Regions from separate parts of the Bos taurus genome. Here region 2 is linked to region 1. The links are chromatin contacts, called in public Hi-C maps. All regions are on one chromosome and are shown on one strand. The core of a region is the stretch at or near the end of the contact, and the rest is flanking DNA. Distances in the headings are between cores, read along the strand shown.

Region 1 (3,316 bases), core at 262-2,761:
CATCCACTTCAGTTAGTGACAGTGATCTCTTTGGGCTACAGTTCTCCCATTTAAGAAACAAGGCTCCCTGAATACCTTTCAACTCTGACTACATTTGTCTTAATTTTCCAACTTAATAAAGCAATCAGAAACAGAAACCACACCATACACTTGTCTTCAAGTGGCCCAATACCACCAACAAATATGTAGCTATTAATATCAAAACAACAAAAAAGAAATCTCTTTTAAAACTAAGAACTTTGAGTAAGCCTACACATCGAGGTTTTTCCTGACTGATTACTGCTTACTGGTAAAGGAATCTGCTTTATCTTATATGCCTGAAGACTTAAGGAAAAAGACTAGCCTGGAAATTCAGAGACCCATGTTCTCATCCCAGTGTGCTCGAAATCAGTCGTTAGACCTTGCTCAAGCAGTTCCTCTTATGAAGCCCGTGCCACCTGCAGACTGAAAGACCTGTCTCTTAAGAGCTTAGCTAATTTTAACAGTTATTACCTCCATTATCCCCTTATTTCTGAACTTCACTTGTTTGTGTAACTCTGCTGACGTTAACTGTTAGATGGAAAAACCCATAGAGACAATTAACCATGCTAACCGGTAGGTTTAAATATTCATTCCACCTGGTTTCCTTAAAAAAGTTAGAAGCGAGTAATTTTTTTTGGCTTAAAGAAAATGATATAGGACAAAATTTAGGGACTGCTGGTTTCTTAAAACGATTTTCCGTTTTCTCCACAGATACTTTCACTGCAATCACTTCTAAAACGCATAACCCAACTCCACTCTCTTAATCAGAGATGACTAAACGAGGTATCCGAAGGCCTGCGTAAGAACGGGTTAACTCGGGTCGTTTCTACGAAAAATAAAGGCAAACACAACACGAACGTCTACCTAGCATTCCTCAACAGCTTCCGATTTACTTTTTCAGAAGTTTCCATGCCACGTCCCAACTTTAATTCGCGCTAGGAAGGGAAGCAGCTGCTGCCCGGATCGAAACCTGCCATCAGCTAAACAAGACTGTGTAGCGCCTCCTGGGCCCGGAGATGACACGCGGCGCCTGGTAGACAAAGCTCGGCGAGAGGTTCCAAGGGGAACCAGCCGTTCAAGCTGAGAATCCAAAGCAGCCAAGCAACGGTTCCATCTCCCGAGCAGAGCTCGGAAACCGGGCGGGTGCGAGGGAAAGGGACGTTAGGGGGTCGCCGGGTGGCGGCCCGGGCCCCTCCCAGGACTCGGATAGCTGCCTCCGGGTCCCGCTCTCCACGCTGGCCCCGCGCGGGCCCCGGGCGCCGCCAACCCCCGAGCGGCCGCGGGCCCCCGCCTCGGGCAGCGCGCCCGCACCTCCACGTCGATGTCCAGGAAGCCGCCCTCGGCCACCTCAAAGATGAGGCCCATCTTGGTGCCCGAGGTGACCCGCTCGAAGAAGCACTCCTCTGCATGCGCGTCAATGCTGACGAAGTAGCCCGAGGCCGTGGCCAGGAGGGCGGCCAGGAGCACCAGCAGCTCAGCAAGCGTCACCATGGTGGGGCTGGGGCCGAAGCCAGGACCGGGACTGCGGCCTCCAGAGCCGCCGTCGTCGCTGCCGCCACCGCTGCCTTCTCAGCCGCCGCCGCCTCAGCTCCGCCCCTTCCGGCTGCGCCACCCTAGGGGGCTGATGCGGGCGCCGCGGATTGGCGGGAGCCCGTAGCTGCCACGTAACGGACGCACGGCGGCCGCCGAGGGACAAGACTACTCCGCGTGTCTCGAGCCTGGACGGTGGCTCAGAAGGACCAGAAACCATCGTCTCCGTCACTACTTCCATTCACGTACTGCCTAAATTTCCGTGGGCCATGCTGCTGCTGCTGCTACTAAGTCGCTTCAGTCGTGTCCGACTCTGTGCGACCCCATAGACCGCAGCCCACTAGGCTCCTCTGTCCCTGGGATTCTCCAGGCAAGAATACTGGAGTGAGTTGCCATTTCCTTCTCCAACAGAAAGCGATAATATCAAGAAACCTCCTCTGCCTCATGCGAGACACTCTTAGGATTATCCATAAAGACAGCGGAAGATTTGGAGGTAGCAATAGGAATATAAGGAGGAGATGGGGCTGAAGCCAAAGGGTTTGAACTTTTATGTTCAAAAAAAACCGGGGAAAAGACGGGGGTGCGTATAGATTGGGAAGGGGAACGAGGGAAACTTCTGCGATATTGGAAATATTATATCATATCGTCACTAAATGATGGATACACGAGTGTTTACATATGCTTTTTTTAAAAGCTCAAGCTATATACTTGAGTAGTGCTCCATATTTTTTGCTTTACTGTATGTCTATAATACAACCACATACACACAAAAAAATTTTACCTTGGCTGCTGCTGCTGCTAAGTCGCTTCAGTCGTGTCCGACTCTGTGCGACCCCATAGACGGCAGCCCACTAGGCTCTGCAGTTCCTGGGATTCTCCAGGCAAGAACACCAGAGTGGGTTGCCATTTCCTTCTCCAATGCATGAAAGTGAAAAGTGAAAGTGAAGTCGCTCAGTCGTGTCCGACTCTTAGCGACCCCATGGACTGCAGCCTACCAGGCTCCTCCGTCCATGGGATTCTCCAGGCAAGAGTACTGGAGTGGGGTGCCATTGCCTTCTCCACATCCTCCTAAATTAGAAGTCTCTCACCTCCCCAAAAGTCTTGCTGACACCCTGCAGCCCCTTAAATATTGCCAGCTACTAAGACAATTTTCCCCCCACCCTTTGCCTCCTGAGGTACTCCTACACATCCCTCAAAACCCACCTCAAATGTCAGCTCTAGACTTCCTCCTGCACAATACTAGCCCCTTCCTCTGTGCTTAGAGTTACAGTCATTCACCAGTCTGTCACTCCCGAGGCACTAGTCTTGGCATACCTGTGCTTGTGTGCTGTGCTCTCAGGCCCTACCATAAAGAAAGTGAAGTCGCTCAGCTGTGACTGACTCTTTGCGATCCCGTGGACTGTAGTCTACCAGGCTTCTCTGTCCATGGGATTTTTGTCCATGGGATTTTCCAGGCAAGAGTACTGGAATGGGGTGCCATTTACTTCGCCAGGGGTTCTTCCTGACCCAGCGATTGAACCCAGGTCTCCTGCATTGCAGGCAGACGCGTTACCCTCTGAGCCACCAGGGAAGCCCCACCAAAAAACCTCACCCATGACATGGTAGTTGACATAGCAAGTTCACTGAACTGGCCTGAGCGTGAGGAGATCTGGGTTGTTACTCCAGCTTTGCACATAGCTGTGTGACCTTATTTATGTTCCATCACCTCTCTGAACCTTAATTTCCCTGTCTGTAAAAAATATGACACCACACTCTTTGCTCATCT
Region 2 (3,316 bases), core at 500-2,999, 140 kb after region 1:
TGTCAAATGAATGAATTAATATTTTAGTGTCTTGAGTTTGAGGACAGCAGTATACATTTTTTATGCTAAAGCATCTTCATATTTATCAGTATCTTAGTCACATAACTCTTAGGCAAATGATTTATCTTCCCCAAGCCTCAGTTTCTACATCTGTGAAATGGAATAGTATCTTCTCATAAAGGGTTAGGAGGGTTACAGCCTGGAAACATTCAGTAGCTCGCTTCCCTGGTGACTCAGCGGGTAAAGAATTCATGCAATGCCGGAGACGAAGGTTCAATCCCTGGTTTGGGCAGATCCCCTGGAGAAGAGAATGGCAACCCATTCCAGTATTCTTGCCTGGAGAATTCCATGGACAGAGGAGCCTGGTGGGCTACAGTCCAAGGGGCCACAAAGAGTCAGACATGACTGAGTTACTTTCACTTTCATAATTTTATTCAGAGTTGTCAGATAAATTAGCCAGATATTATTAAATATACTTTTAGATGCTTAACACTTTCCTGAAGAAGAATATTTGAGGCATCTTACTTTTCTCTGTGGACTAGATTATGAAGCTCTTTAACTTGAAGTTCACTATGCCTTATTTCTTAATCAAAATCTAGCTAAGTCTTGTTCCCAAAGACCCTAAAGGGATGCTACGAGAATAAATGATGCAACTGGGTGCAGGGGCTGAAAACAAAGAAGCCCAATAAATATCTGCTGAATGAATCCTTATTTTGTTCATTATGATCGCCATGGGGAGCCTGGGCTTCCCTAGTGGCTAATACGGTAAAGACCTGTCTGCATACTGCATTAAGGCAAATTCCTACTAACGTGTAATACCCCAGGAATTTTGAGAAAAATATAAAACCTCGACTTATTTCTTTTACATAATAATTCAAGTGAACCGTCACGCTCAAGTTTTTGCATGGAGACACAGCGGCTGGAAACGACCAAGCGGTTAGCGATCACTTTGCCGCATAACGTGGGTCTGTCCTGACAGCAAACTAACTGTGCGAAGAACTTCAGGCAGAGACATCGACTCCCTCGCGGCAGCATAACCCCACCCAAGCCATCTCCCGTGGGCAGGAGCCCTGATCAGCTGCGGCGCGAAGGGCCGCGCCGGGAGGTGCCAGGGGACCTGTTTCCCCCCCCAAGTGGGCCAGCGGGGCCCGTCCCCGCCCCGGCGGCGCAGAGCTGACTCAGAGAGTGGAGAGGGAAAGGAAAGCGCCTGCCGCGGTGTCCACTCGGTCGCGCTCCCCACCAAGTAGGGTACCGATCTATGCCCTCGCCTCGGGATCACCTCCTTTCCAAACCAGAGAGAGCCGCAAAGCAAGCGAAGCCTCGCCCTCCCCATCATTTGTATCAATGACAACCATTCCCTTGAGGCGCTAGTCGCTTTAGTTTCCAAACATCTTTGACATATGGCCCCGCTGCCTCTCGAGAGGCAGGTCACCAAGTGTCCACTCTTTAAAAAGGGGAAACCGAAGCACGGGAGTGGGAGGGGTTTCTGGGGGCTTCTGGAGCGAGGGTGGGGAAGAGGTGAGAAAGGTTCCGCAGCCCCTCCCCCCGCAACCCTACTAGTCCCCGCGCGCCTTCCGAGCAGCCGGCGGGACAGCGCCTTCCCGCCGCTCCCGTCACTTCGGTGTCGCCTGCAGCGCGACCCCCCAACCCAGCAGCCCCGGCGCTGGCCACCGGGGCCAATACCTCTAGCCATGACCCTGCTCTGTCACCGCCTAGGATCTCCCGGGAAACGCAGCTTTCGAAAAAAGTTGCAACAACTGTAGCCAACTGCTCCGCCGGGTCCCGGCTGCTGCCCTGATTGGCGCCGCTGCCCGTCTCTTCTCAGGCTGCCCGCCGTGATAGGCAAACTCTGGAGGGAAAGCCCGCCCTTTTCCCCGCCTCCCCAGCGGGGGCGGGGCGAGCGTCCGCACTTTCTACAAACGCTTTCGGAACAGGTCTCAGCGGAGGAGGAGGGAGGGGGTTTAAATTTTACCGTCTCTCCGCGTTGATTGGCTGTGCTGGAAGGGGAGCTGCCCTGCCATTGGGGGGCTCCAAACTCCTCCCTCTGGCGGTGCTGAAGCTCCGCCCCGGGGAGATTTAGTCACGCGGCTGGCGGCCCCGGCTCGGTGTAGAACCACAGGGGACTTCCGGTTTTTCTCGGGTTTGACCGGAACCCGACCTTTGACCCCTCGACCCCCCCTTATGGGAAGCTTAGCCCCCAGCAGTTTAACATCCGAACCACCTTTACCTTTTCAGCAGTTTAATCCATTCATTCCTACCTTGCAAGGTTTATGGAGTCTATTCTTCCAGTATACAAAACCCGCGGGCAGAGTTCTTAAACTGACTTGAATCAGCCTCCCCGAACCAGGGCGATCCTAGCCCAACATACCCCAACTGTTTTACAGATGGGGAAACAGAGGATCAGAAGGAACAGGTAACTCACTTGCTGCCCAACGTCACGGAACAGTTTATTTCTGGGTCCTGGATCAGTCTTTTGAGTCCTAGTCCACTAGAGGGCTTCCCTCACCCCAGGGAAACAAGCCTGCGCCTTTCCCCACCCAGAGGAGCCTCGGTCGGTTAAGTCCCTGAGAAGCACAGGTATCCTAGGTATTCTTTGCTTTGAACACAGATGAGGTGTTCAGTTACAGCTCTTCGCTGGGGATCCTTCCTGGAGATAGGAGCAGAGGTCCATTCTCTCTCTTTGGTTCCCGAGATGATTTTGGAATCCCCACCATTGCCCAAGGACCCTATCATTTGCACCAGGAAAGTAGAAGAGCAAAACAAGGTGATATATGTGAAAGCACTGGGGAAAGTAGGAAGCAACACTTGTCACTCACTGTGCTTTTTGGTATATCATTTCAGCTCTCTGGTCCTCAGCTTATCCAGCTGTCAAATGATGGAGTCATCTGTGATCTGCCAGATTCCTTCCAGCTTCCATAGATATACAGAGGTTTTTACTTTCACTAAAATGCATTAATTCAACATTTATTGAGCTGTTTATTGGCTCTGTCCGATTCCCCAAGGACGCAGTGGCAAATAAGACAGATGCCTAAATTTTTTAGGAAAGAAATAAGAAACCACTTTTTAAAGGTAGTATTAAGGGGCTTCTCTGGCAATCCAGTGGTTTAGATTTTCACTTCCAATGCAGGGGGCACAGGTTTGATCCGTGGTCAGGGAACTAAGATCCCAAATGCCATGGGGAGCAGCCAAAAAAAATTTAAACAAATTTAAAGATAATACTGAATAGTGATTAATGCTGTGGGTAAAATGAAAATAGGGAATTTTACAGAGCGTGTGTGGGGAGATGGCTGCTTCTATAGATTGGTGAAGTTGAGAA

What was found. Hi-C and Micro-C count contacts between places; a contact is called where the count stands out from the background.
Region 2: a Hi-C map of skeletal muscle shows a contact between it and region 1, with 6 times the contacts expected there. The contact joins the promoter of KMT5A here to the promoter of TMED2 in region 1. A contact is called at or near these places in 3 of 11 Hi-C or Micro-C datasets (liver, skeletal muscle and an unstated tissue).

Annotation. Positions count from the first base shown.
Region 1 is chr17:52,089,731-52,093,046 of ARS-UCD2.0, forward strand. It overlaps TMED2 (transmembrane p24 trafficking protein 2), which reads right to left and starts at 1,512. Exons shown (of 4, transcript NM_001159818.1): 1 at 1,333-1,512. The coding sequence starts at 1,512.
Region 2 is chr17:52,226,438-52,229,753 of ARS-UCD2.0, forward strand. KMT5A (lysine methyltransferase 5A) reads right to left here and starts at 1,750. Exons shown (of 8, transcript NM_001046330.1): 1 at 1,684-1,750. The coding sequence starts at 1,693.